Linked DNA regions of Mus musculus: region 1 is linked to region 2. Evidence: chromatin contacts called from public ChIA-PET data. All regions are on one chromosome and are shown on one strand. Each heading gives the region's core, a stretch centred on a gene start, on an enhancer-like site or on the middle of the called end of the contact. The rest is flanking DNA. Distances are from core to core; before and after follow the strand shown.

The links. ChIA-PET counts read pairs in DNA pulled down with a chosen protein or histone mark.
Region 1: a contact with region 2 is called in an RNA polymerase II ChIA-PET map of memory CD8 T cells, with 6 read pairs. The contact joins two enhancer-like sites. A contact is called at or near these places in 1 of 115 datasets of contacts at active chromatin or transcription factors (memory CD8 T cells) and 1 of 9 other capture datasets (embryonic stem cells).

Annotation. Positions count from the first base shown.
Region 1 is chr17:50,627,206-50,632,644 of GRCm38.p6, forward strand. All of the region lies in intron 3 of Plcl2 (phospholipase C-like 2), which reads left to right. Among named protein-coding and RNA genes, the nearest start is that of Plcl2, 120 kb to the left of the region's middle. Within about 2 kb of position 4,051, at least 18 of the 459 cell types and tissues checked have an H3K27ac peak or open chromatin away from gene starts, as enhancers often do. A contact at or near this core is called in memory CD8 T cells, where this site is marked.
Region 2 is chr17:50,090,667-50,096,798 of GRCm38.p6, forward strand. All of the region lies in intron 3 of Rftn1 (raftlin lipid raft linker 1), which reads right to left. Among named protein-coding and RNA genes, the nearest start is that of Gm52302, 59 kb to the left of the region's middle. Within about 2 kb of position 3,630, at least 59 of the 459 cell types and tissues checked have an H3K27ac peak or open chromatin away from gene starts, as enhancers often do. A contact at or near this core is called in memory CD8 T cells, where this site is marked.

The DNA of each region.
Region 1 (5,439 bases), core at 2,801-5,300, 540 kb after region 2:
TCTCATTGTGAGGAAGTCTCCAGTTACTTTTCTCTCTTAACTAACATCTATGTGTGGTTACTCCAGACCTGAGAGAAACAAATGAAAAGACAGTGAGGCTGGTTCGGTTACTTATAACTAATTAGGTGTTTCTTAATCACCTTCCTCTCCTCGGAGACAAGACGCGCTATAAATAGGCAATGATAACAGTACTACTATGTTTAATTGAAATGGAGTTTTTGAAATGTAATTAATTTAGTAACAATAACTTTAAACAAGCATTCAGTGCTCTAGATGGCCCATAAACAGGAAAGAGTGAAGTTCCTGTCACTCTCAAAAAGTAACTTGCTCTCTGGAAAAAAAAAATGTCTTTAAGCAGCTCAGGTTCACCTTTCCTTTTGTAGACTGAGTCAGGCCAGGTTTGAGCCGTTCTCCTCACTATCCTGTAAGTAAAGTATGACCTCTAAGTTCTCTGTCTTAAAGCTCAGAGACTGAAGGACACAGAAGGATCCGGCCTGGGTTACATATCAAGGCAGAAACCAGTAAAGACTGTATCCCACAGGACTGTCATGGCGGCCCACAGATCCTGTCAAAGGTTCCTCTCAGCTCCCAGACTGCCCATCCCTTCACTTAGCCACACCCCTTCACTTAGCCACACCCCTTCACTTAGCCACACCCCTTCACTTAGCCACACCCCTTCACTTAGCCACACCCCTTCACTTAGCCACATCCCTTCGTGCTGTCCCTGCTCTAGAGGATATTGAGTGCACTGTGCACCTAAGTTCCAAGCTGCCTGGACTGTGCTATAGTTAGTTTAGAAAAGCAGAGGGTAAGAGGCTGACATGACCAAAGGCCCAGCAAAAGGATGGTGTTTCTGAGCCTTCATCTGTAAGGTCAGGACGTTGTAAGACACTTCCCGCAGTGCACTAGTTTAATGTGTGAGAATACACATACAATTCCCCAGAGTGATCACCTGAACATAACAGGTTGATCGTTAAATGGACTATTAAGAGAATTGGTACATTTTATATGTACATGAATTTGCTTTCCTGGTACTCTCCATATGGAAAATCACAACAAGAAACACTTCTTGAGCTGGTAGAAATTATATAGCTTGGGTGGGGTTAGCTTTATAATCGCATGGAGTTCCTTTTCAGCATATAAGTTCTGTTTCAATGTTCATATTTCAACATTTTTGTTTCCCTTGTGAATATAATATTGTGCAGAATTAGAGATAGTACAAAATCAAATCTAAAATTCTTTACATTTTTGGAAATTCTGTTTGAAAATAACATTTTTTTTAAAAAGCACTTTTATTTTTAATATTTTGGTTAAAACTGAACTGAAGTTTAAAACTCAGGAATTTAAAATGTATCTAGGAGTTTATAGTGAAATAAATATCTCAGTACACCGATTTTATAACTATTTATTTGGGGACAGTTAGAAGCCCTGGATCTTTTGAGCCCTTCTTTGTTTCTCTTAGGCTGTTCTGTATAGCAGGGTGTGCTCGTGGCCCATGTGCATTCGAATTTAGATCTCCAAGCTGCACTGTTGGGACTCTTGTGGGGTTTGCTGTCTACATCTCCATCCCTGCCCAACTGATTTTCTTTGAGATTTTCTTTGGTTTTTTTCTTTGAGGAATGAATTTTTCTCCAAGTTTCCTCTTTATGTTCTTCCCCTTATCCCAGCTTCCTTCTCTCCACCTTCCTGCCTAGCAAATGTGTATTACTAAGGACTTCTAGTGGCTAACTCTGGAAGTGCTTCTCAGAAAAAAAATTACAAATATAAACAGTTAGTCTATCCACTTTCATAAACTATCACTGCAACTGGCAAGAATCTTGCAAGAATCCTGGCTGGCTTTTAAAATAATTCTGACTGCATGATACTATTCATTCTTATAACACTTTTACTGAATTCAGTTGATTATTTCAGTATAAAGAACCTGTGCTATAATGTGTATTAAAAGCATTTGATGTTACCTTCTGTTTATGAGAGTCAGTTCAGAAACTGTCTTGAAGTTTCATCTGTAAATGAGATTTCTAAATATGCGAATGAATTTAGGTGTACATTAGAGTGATAAGTGATAGAAATAGTTACTGTGGTCAGAGAGGCTTTTTATATTTTGGAATTCCAGCCATATAAAATGGAGTGTTATTGCTGTGCAAGCTGCAATCTAGTGCATAAGAGGTTCGGGACGTGCCGTGGCTTGGATGAAGGTTTTTGTGCCATGAAAGTCTCTTCTAGTCCCTGAAAACCACCCATGGATGATATAAAAGGTTAGAGCAGATTGGAAAGGTAGAGAATTCTTAGCTTTCTGGGCTGGGACCAGGGGCTACTCACAACTCCCAATCCACTGCATATTGACTTATCACTGGACATCATCTCCCGCAAGGTGTGAGAACAACTGAGTGCATTATGGAAGCAGGCTTGTGTGATACCACCACTAAGCTTAGGTTGAATATGACAGAAAATGGATTAAAATTGCACTTCATTAAAGCAAGCAAGAAAAAAAAATCTTTAGAAGTATTCTCCCTCTGTACTGAGTGCTGGGATTGTACTTGATTTGAAAATGCAAATTTGTTCCCAATTGATACGTTTAAGAACATTTTGCAAATAACTTAAAATTTCACACTTCCTTATGTGCAGTTTTGTCTGTAAGTAACACTAGGTGAACCAGAAAACGGTTCCCGGGTGAACTGAGTGTTAAGTCCCTGCCAGTTCCCTGGGTTCCGTGAGTCTGTTTGAACCTCTAGGCATCCATGTGTGTTACTGTGATCTGACTGGTCTGTGAGATTTCAGGTGCCCTTCTTGCAGTACCTCACAGCAGCTCACGGCACAAGCTGTAGCCTTCAGTGCCCACTTCTGCTTCAGGGCTTTTTCAAGGTCTGTTGTGCTGCTGTCATCTGTTGGTATTTAGTTGATTTGTGTGGTTTTAGGTTTTTCAGTGTTGTGCCCTTAACCTCACTTTCCTTATAAAGCCCTGTATTTTTAATTGTGCATTTTTATATAATGTAGTGATATTTCCAGGGCTGCATATGCAGCGTTATTACAGAACTGTTGATATTGCAGTTGCATTCTCCACAATTACCAGCATTACCAGATGTCAGTGCAGAGCTCTCAGGATGATGAACTCAGCTTCTGTCCAGAGACTCTCACGTCACCATAAGTGAACATTGCGTGATACCCTTGCTCTTTCTGGCCACTCCTGTGTTTAGAATTTGGTTTTGCTTTGTACTTGTTAACTTGGTGACTCTAGTTGAAGCATTACCATGAGGCTCATTTATCTTTTAACTAGTATTTTTTATTAATTATTTGAGAATTTCAAATAATATATTTTTATTATGTTCACCCCAACTCTTCCCCAGATCCATGCCCAGTCGCCCAGTCCCTCTCCCTCCCTCCTTCCTTCCCCCCTTGTCTTCCTCCCCTGCCCCCTCCTCTCTCCTATTTTACTCAAGTACTCTTGGGTATGGGGACAGCAATGGAGAGTATGTCAACCTCCTAGGAGACCCATAAAGAAAACTGACTCTTGCTCTTGTAAAGCTATTGCAGGCAATAACCCCTCAGGTAGGTAGTCCCAGCTTCGTGCTTTGCCGTCTAATGCTGAGATTTTCTTCCCAGCCTGAGCATGCACACATTTTGTTCATGCTATCATAACCACTGTGCATTTATATGTTCATCTGCTCGAGTGTACCTGGAAAGCACTGCTTACTGATAACTATCTGTCACCTCTGGCTCTTACAGTCTTTGAGCTCCCTCTTTCTCAGTGGTTCCTGGAGGCCCATTTATCTTTTAAAGTTCCTTCTTCACAAATTCAAACAAATTGTAGCCACAGTATTGGCAGAGAATATTTAAATTTTCCAAATTTCAGAGCTAAGCTTTGCCTAATTTCTAGCTAGTGATGGAGATCCTCACAAGACTTCCTCATTGCTCTCATTGCCTCCTTCCCTGATGATTATCTGTGATTGTGAAAGTTTACTTTGATCACAACACAACCTGCCTTCAGTGATCAGGGCACATCCTGCTTACAGTGATCATAGGACATCCTAACTGCAGTGATCATAGGACATCCTGCCTACAGTGATCATAGGACATCCTGCTTACAGTGATCAGGGCACATTCTGCCTACAGTGATCATAGGACATCCTGCCTACAGTGATCATAGGACATCCTAACTGCAGTGATCATAGGACATCCTGCCTATAGTGATCATAGGACATCCTGCATACAGTGATCATAGGACATCCTAACTGCAGTGATCATAGGACATCCTGCCTACAGTGATCATAGGACATCCTGCCTACAGTGATCATAGGACATCCTAACTGCAGTGATCATAGGACATCCTGCCTACAGTGATCATAGGACATCCTGCCTACAGTGATCATAGGACATCCTGCCTACAGTGATCATAGGACATCCTGACTGCAGTGATCATAGGACATCCTAACTGCAGTGATCATAGGACATCCTAACTGCAGTGATCATAGGACATCCTAACTGCAGTGATCATAGGACATCCTGCCTATAGTGATCATAGGACATCCTGCCTACAGTGATCATAGGACATCCTGACTGCAGTGATCAGGGCACATCCTGCCTACAGTGATCATAGGACATCCTGCCTACAGTGATCATAGGACATCCTAACTGCAGTGATCATAGGACATCCTGCCTACAGTGATCATAGGACATCCTGCCTACAGTGATCATAGGACATCCTGCCTACAGTGATCATAGGACATCCTGCCTACAGTGATCATAGGACATCCTGCCTACAGTGATCATAGGACATCCTGCCTACAGTGATCATAGGACATCCTGCCTACAGTGATCATAGGACATCCTGCCTACAGTGATCATAGGACATCCTAACTGCAGTGATCATAGGACATCCTAACTGCAGTGATCATAGGACATCCTAACTGCAGTGATCATAGGACATCCTGCCTACAGTGATCATAGGACATCCTGCCTACAGTGATCATAGGACATCCTGACTGCAGTGATCAGGGCACATCCTGCCTACAGTGATCATAGGACATCCTGCTTACAGTGATCATAGGACATCCTAACTGCAGTGATCATAGGACATCCTGCCTACAGTGATCATAGGACATCCTGCCTACAGTGATCATAGGACATCCTAACTGCAGTGATCATAGGACATCCTGCCTACAGTGATCATAGGACATCCTGCCTACAGTGATCATAGGACATCCTAACTGCAGTGATCATAGGACATCCTGCCTACAGTGATCATAGGACATCCTGCCTACAGTGATCACAGCTCTTCCTGACTAAGTGATCAAGAGTTTATGATGAACCCTAAGTTCTACCGTGTAGATTTCCACACTTCATCCAGGCTGTTGCTTTTCTCCTTTCCACCCATGAGCTCTGCTTTCCATTAATATGGATTGAGACAAAGGATATTTTTCACTGTTTAAATTCTACCCTACC
Region 2 (6,132 bases), core at 2,380-4,879:
TGTAGTTCAGAAGGCGAAGGATCCGGAGCTAGCTAGAAAGGTGTCACATCTACCCTAAGCCTTGAGACAGTTTCCTCAAACTTCCTGGGCTTCAGTTGCTCTCCTGGTGGGTAGGACTGTGGTGACTACTGTCTATTAAAAAGCCCACAGGGACAGGGTTATACACACCTCCCAGGACACAGAGAAAACAGAGCCTTTAGTCAGAAGAACAGGGAAGGGCACAGATGTAACATGGCTTGATAGTTTTAAAAGGATCCTCGCCTTCCAGCTTGAGTGGTCCAGTCAGTACATGCTAGCTTTCCAAGCAGTTTGGTAATGGCGAAAAGCAATGGCCTCTGACTGCTTTCACGGTGGCATCTTTATAATACCCAAGGGGCTGGTTGAAAGCAGATGAGATGACTCCAATGGATTGTTGCCTTTGCAGTTAGAGGGATGAATCACAATGGGGGTGTGGGGTGTTTGGTTGGCCCAGGCTTGGCAGGGGAAGAAGATGGACAATTCGATTCCATCAGTGATAAATGTGACATATCCAGATGACATCCACGTAGAAATGTCTGCCAGACCGTTGAAAATACATTCAAGTCTGAAGCTAGGACTGCGACTCAATTTGCAGACTACTTGTCTAGTGTTTGTAAAGTCCTGGGTTTAATCCTAACTGCTGAGTGAACCAGGCATGGTGGTGCACACCTATAATCCCAGGACTCAGGAGGTGGAGTCAGGAAAACCAAATGTTCAAGGCCATACTCAACTGTAGCACAAGTTCAAGGCCAGCCTGAACTACACAAGACTCTGTGTTAGGAAGGAAGGAATGGAGGGAGGGAGGGATGGAGGAAGGGAAGGAGGAAAGGAAGAAGGGAGAGAGGGAGAGAGGGGGAGAGAGAAGGAAGGATACACACACTCTCCAAGTCAGGTGGCTGGAGATTTACAGCATCAGCATCCATGTGGTATTTAAAGCCTGAGACCAGCTGAGATCTTCCAGTATTCCCAAAACACCATTCTAGGAACCAAGGGAAGCAAGGAAGAGATTACAGTAAATCTACAAAAAGGAACTATCTGAAGGGACCATCTTGTGGAAGTCCATTAAGGCAGCGTGTTGTTGAGGTTGGGAGAAGCCACTCTGTCAATTGCTTGCACGAACTTCACTCAGCATCCTCACTCTAATTTGCATATTCTTCCAAATCCTAGTTCAACGGCACAGGGCTGAAGGTCTTTGTGTGCCTTTGATATCTGAGTATTCTGCTAAATTGACAGACTGTCAAGATACGACACGGGATTGGTTCAAGATGCCTGGGGTCCTTTAGAGGCAAATAGGCTTCTGGATTGTCTCCTAGAAGCAACCTCGGGAAAACTGAAGGGAGCTCTCTGGTCTGTCCCTGCACGGGCCTCTCATGTGCTTGGCACTGGAGAGTAGAGGGTGTCTGACTTCAGCCACTCCAAAGGCATCCTCATAGTTTGGGAATTGCCCTCTTCAAGCCACTAAATATATCCATTTCTAAGTAAATCCTGTTACTACGTGTTGCAATAAATATTTGAAGTGATTGCAAGGGAAAATACCAGAAGCCCTGAATTCTTCTTACAAAATGAGCATAACTTGTAAGCTGAGCTCATTTGGGCCTTTGGAGGGCAAATCTAATCTAAAGCTACTGAAAAAAAAAATCTTTAAAAATGATCAGCTCTTCCTTTAAGTAATAAACACATGGCAGAGAGCTATGATACTCACGACTTTTAAGTAATAAACATGTAACAGATCTCACGTCGATAATCTTAGATGTCACGACCTACGTCATTTCAAAGATAAATCTAAATTATTCCCTCTTTCCTAAGCCAGCAGGCAAAGCTTACATTTCAGCCATAAAAAGAACAAGAGGTTGTGTAGCTTGCCAGCAGAGTCATCTTTTCTCTATTTAGAAATAATCACGAGAAGCAGAAACAAGAAACAACTTAGACTGGAGCACTTCCCCAGTCAGATAAAAAGTTACTTAGTAAATGTCAGTTGTCTAAAACAAATGCTTTATCCCTGGGAAACAGGAAGAGAGGTTAACACCCATCCATTCCAGCCAATCCTTTCTTCTCTCTCTTCCTCCAAAACACCAGGTTAAATTAGCAAGGTCAGATTAGCTATTTTTTTTAAATAGTAGAGAAAGAAATGAGCCAGTAATAGATCTGTGCTGGTTATCTTTCGTCAACTTGACACAAGCTAAAATCTGAAAGGAGAGAATCTCAATTGAAACAAACAAACGAAAAATTGGCTTGTAGGCAGCTCTGCCAGGACATTTTCTTAATTAATGACTGATGTGGGAATGAATGCCCAGCCCACTGCGGGCAGCGTCATCCCTGGTCATGTGGGCCTGGGTTATATAAGACGCAGGCTAAGTGAGCAGTGAAGAGTAAGCCAGTTGGGGTTGGTGGCATCAAGTCAGATACCGCCCTTAAGAAAAGGACAACGCAAGGGCTGGAGAGATGGCTTAGGAGACAGCAGAACATTTGCTGCTCTGGGAGAAAACTTGGGTTCAATTCCCAGCACCCAACTCCAGCGCCCAGGGATTATCCAATGCCTCTGGTCTCTCTGTACTCCGTATACAAATGGGCACAGGCAGGCTCACACTCATGCACATGTGCACACACACGTTAATAAAGAATACAAATATTAATAATAAAATAATTAATAAAACAATCTGTATTCGATCAGAAGTGTGAGGATTATTTCTATTGTCTAGGATCAGGAATTACTTACTCCTTAAATCAAGGAGCAGAAGAGCAGTGTCTTTAAGACTGTTTGGAGATTAGTCATAGGGCCATAGAGGATAGAGATTGGCAAAGTTCTGGCTAGAAAACAAACAGTTGGAACAAGATAAAATACAAATCTGTCTGGCAAAGAGCCATGAGCACAGGCGAACTTGTTACGTAGCTATGCCAGTAGTGGGTAGCAGATGCATAGATTAACTCACTGATAGAATGACCCTGGGGAGGGCTGCCACTGACGCCTAAAGCAGTGGATAGGGAACAAATGGAGTTTCCCCTCATCCCAATAGGAAGTGCAAGATGGCACCAGATTAAGCTGGTGGCACAGTGTGATGCAGGAAGAATGGAAAGATTTCCAAGGAGAGAGTAGTTAGTAAGAGAGACATCTTAGGCACTTCTTCACCCTGTCTTTGGTGGCTTGAGGGAGGATAATAAATCAAGCTGTTACTAAGATAATTCTGGAATAATCAGGAAAAAGAGGATTATGAAATGAGAGCAATGGAGTTCAAAGTTCCCCTAACACTACGCTGAAGGTTTAAAAATGCTTGAGAGGGAAAAGAATGGAGAGAGAGAGAGAGAGAGAGAGAGAGAGAGAGAGAGAGAGAGAGAGAGAGAGAGAGAGAACACGAGAGCGAGCGCCATGGATCTTTAATGACTGCAGCTATAGGAGCACCAGGGGAGCCCAGGAGGAAGCGGGATGGAAAATGTGCCAGCCAAGTTACTGCCCCTTCTGATGTCCCTGGCCCCTGCCCCCAGCAGATACTTACTTCTGTCATAAAGGTTGGGTATCTATAGGAACATTCTGGATATGATGACACTGTCGCCACACACTCTCAAGGAGCTGTGTGCTGCCAAGTGAGTGTCTGTTACAGCTTAGCATCAACATACTACACCGCGACTTTAGAGAAAATCTTGCCACATCCTGTCTCAGAGCTTACAGTCAGGGCTGCCTCTTTGCTAGACAAACCACCTAACAACTCACAACTAGTTCAAGGCCTTTGTTGTTTGCCTCGAAAGGCCACAAAGGTAAATGAAGATCCTTTCTCTCAACCCTCTGGGATACAGAAAAAACCAGAGGAAACCATGGGGAACAGCCATAGGAAGAGGCCTGCTCTCTCTCTCGGACTCCTGCAGCCTCTCACGAAAGACACACAGAAAGTGAAAAGAAAGAATGTTCCTAATAATGCATAATTAATAGCATCTTATCAGGAACACAACAACTGAGTAAAATCAAGTCTTCCTAACATTTGCTGGTTCAGGAAAAGTCCCACATCTGCAATGCATGAATAGAAAGGATAGCTACCCATGAGTGGTCCCCAGGTGTTTTTATGGGCCACAGTCAGCTGAGTGACAGAAAGTCACTCAGCTTGCACATAATTACAGTTTCCATGTTCAAGACTGCTGCTATTTCTGCTTTTCTAGTTTCTCCCACCTACACCCCAGCACCTGCCTGAGACAGGGGACCAAAACACTCTATATCTGCAGCAACCAATGAGGTCACTGAAGAAATGTGTCCAGTGCAACTCAGAGGGGAGCTTGCATTTTAAAGTCCCATCAGTCCCAGAGCTGGAGAAATGGCTCTGATAGTAAGAATACCTCCTGCTCACACATAGAACCTGGGTTCCAAGTTCCCAGCACCCATGTGGTTGGGTGCTCACAGCCTTCTATAACCCCAGTTCCATGGGACCCTGCACCCTCTTCTAGCTTCCACAGACCCTGCACATACACGCAGTGTACAAACATACATGTAGGCTAGACATTCAGAAAGTTGTTTTCAAAAACTAAGCACAACCAACTTTGATGCAAATGTGTACGTATGCTTAGCTCTGTCCTTACACTTGAATGTACCCACCATTCATCTGGAGTCTACCAAAATGCAGATGCTGTTTCTACATAAGGGGAGGGGGGTGTCTGAGAACCTGAAATTTTGAAGGAACTCCCTAAAGATGCTGCTCCTGGACAGGAGATGCTGCCCCCGGACTGGAGATGCTGCCCCTGGACTGGAGATGCTGACCCTGGACTGGAGATGCTGACCCTGGACTGGAGATGCTGACCCTGGACTGGAGATGCTGACACTTCTGTCCCACCAGCCACACTTGGAGCAGCAAACCTTTTCCTCAGAAACCACAAGTCTGACCCTGAGGCTTCCTTTGGGTTCACTGTCTCTACATGATTTTAACCACATCTCCTTTAAGGAAAAGCTTGTATGAGACACTAATGTCTCACATATGCCTTAAAGCATACAAACAAGCCGTTAGAACACCGAGGGGCTGAGAGACAAGTGGAACAAGCATTATCCTTGGTGACCACAGGAAGTCTGCATGACTAAAGCTGGCATCTCAAGGCACAGATGTCCACTTGAAATGAGGCTCCTTCTTAAATATAATGGAAGGCTGTGTATGTTTCAAAAAGGCTTTTCGGTAATTTTACATTTCAAGTTAGATCTTAATAGATGTGGTACTTAAACTCACTCTGTGCCCCCCCCACACCCCCCAACCTCTTATTAAGAGCTGAGGTAGCCATTTCTCTGTGTCTGGGGATGGGTGACTAGAACAGGGCTATTACTCTCAATCTGCTATCACATCATAGGACTTCTAAAGCCATGTGCACATTTTATGAGTTATCTGACATTCTTACACATATATATCATTGTACTTTATTCGTACGTACCCCACAGTCCTTCCCTCCCCCAGCTATTTCTTCCTTCCTGCTCATTCCTTTTCCCCTGTAATGTCGTATGCATATATACATATATATTTTAAATCTACATTAACTATACTCTATACATAAGAGAAAACATGAAGTGGTTTAGAGTGTATTCCGCTCTTGCAAAGGATCCAAGTTCAGTTCCCAGCATGCACATCAGGTGGCTCACATCCACCTGTAACTCCAGCTCCAGGGGCTCTAACAACTCTATCCAATGGAGGTACCTACCCCTACTGCACGCATACACCGTTAAACTTGCTATTAATTATAAATTTTAATAAATCTTTATAAGAATATATCTTTCTAAAAAAGAGAGAGAGAGAACATGAGATATTTTGCCTTTTCGCCTTCACCTTACCATAATAGACTATTTTAGTTAAAATAATTCACAGACCAACCTTTTGGAGATCTTAGCTGAAAGTGTTCCTCTGAACGCAGCCATTTCCAGAGAGCCTCCCTGCTCCATACTGGATGAGCAGGTTGCTTCTGATGCCAGGACACCTACAACTTGATCAGTACCCAAACAGCACAGACTACTGACTCCATTTTCCTCCTAAAGTCTCTGAAAATAACTATAAAAAGTAGTCTCTGTTCCCCCTCTGGGCTGGGTGTGTCTTTTCCACACATGTCACTCGTGCCAACCTAGCACAGAGATCTCAAAATGACTCCAAAGCTCTAGCGAGT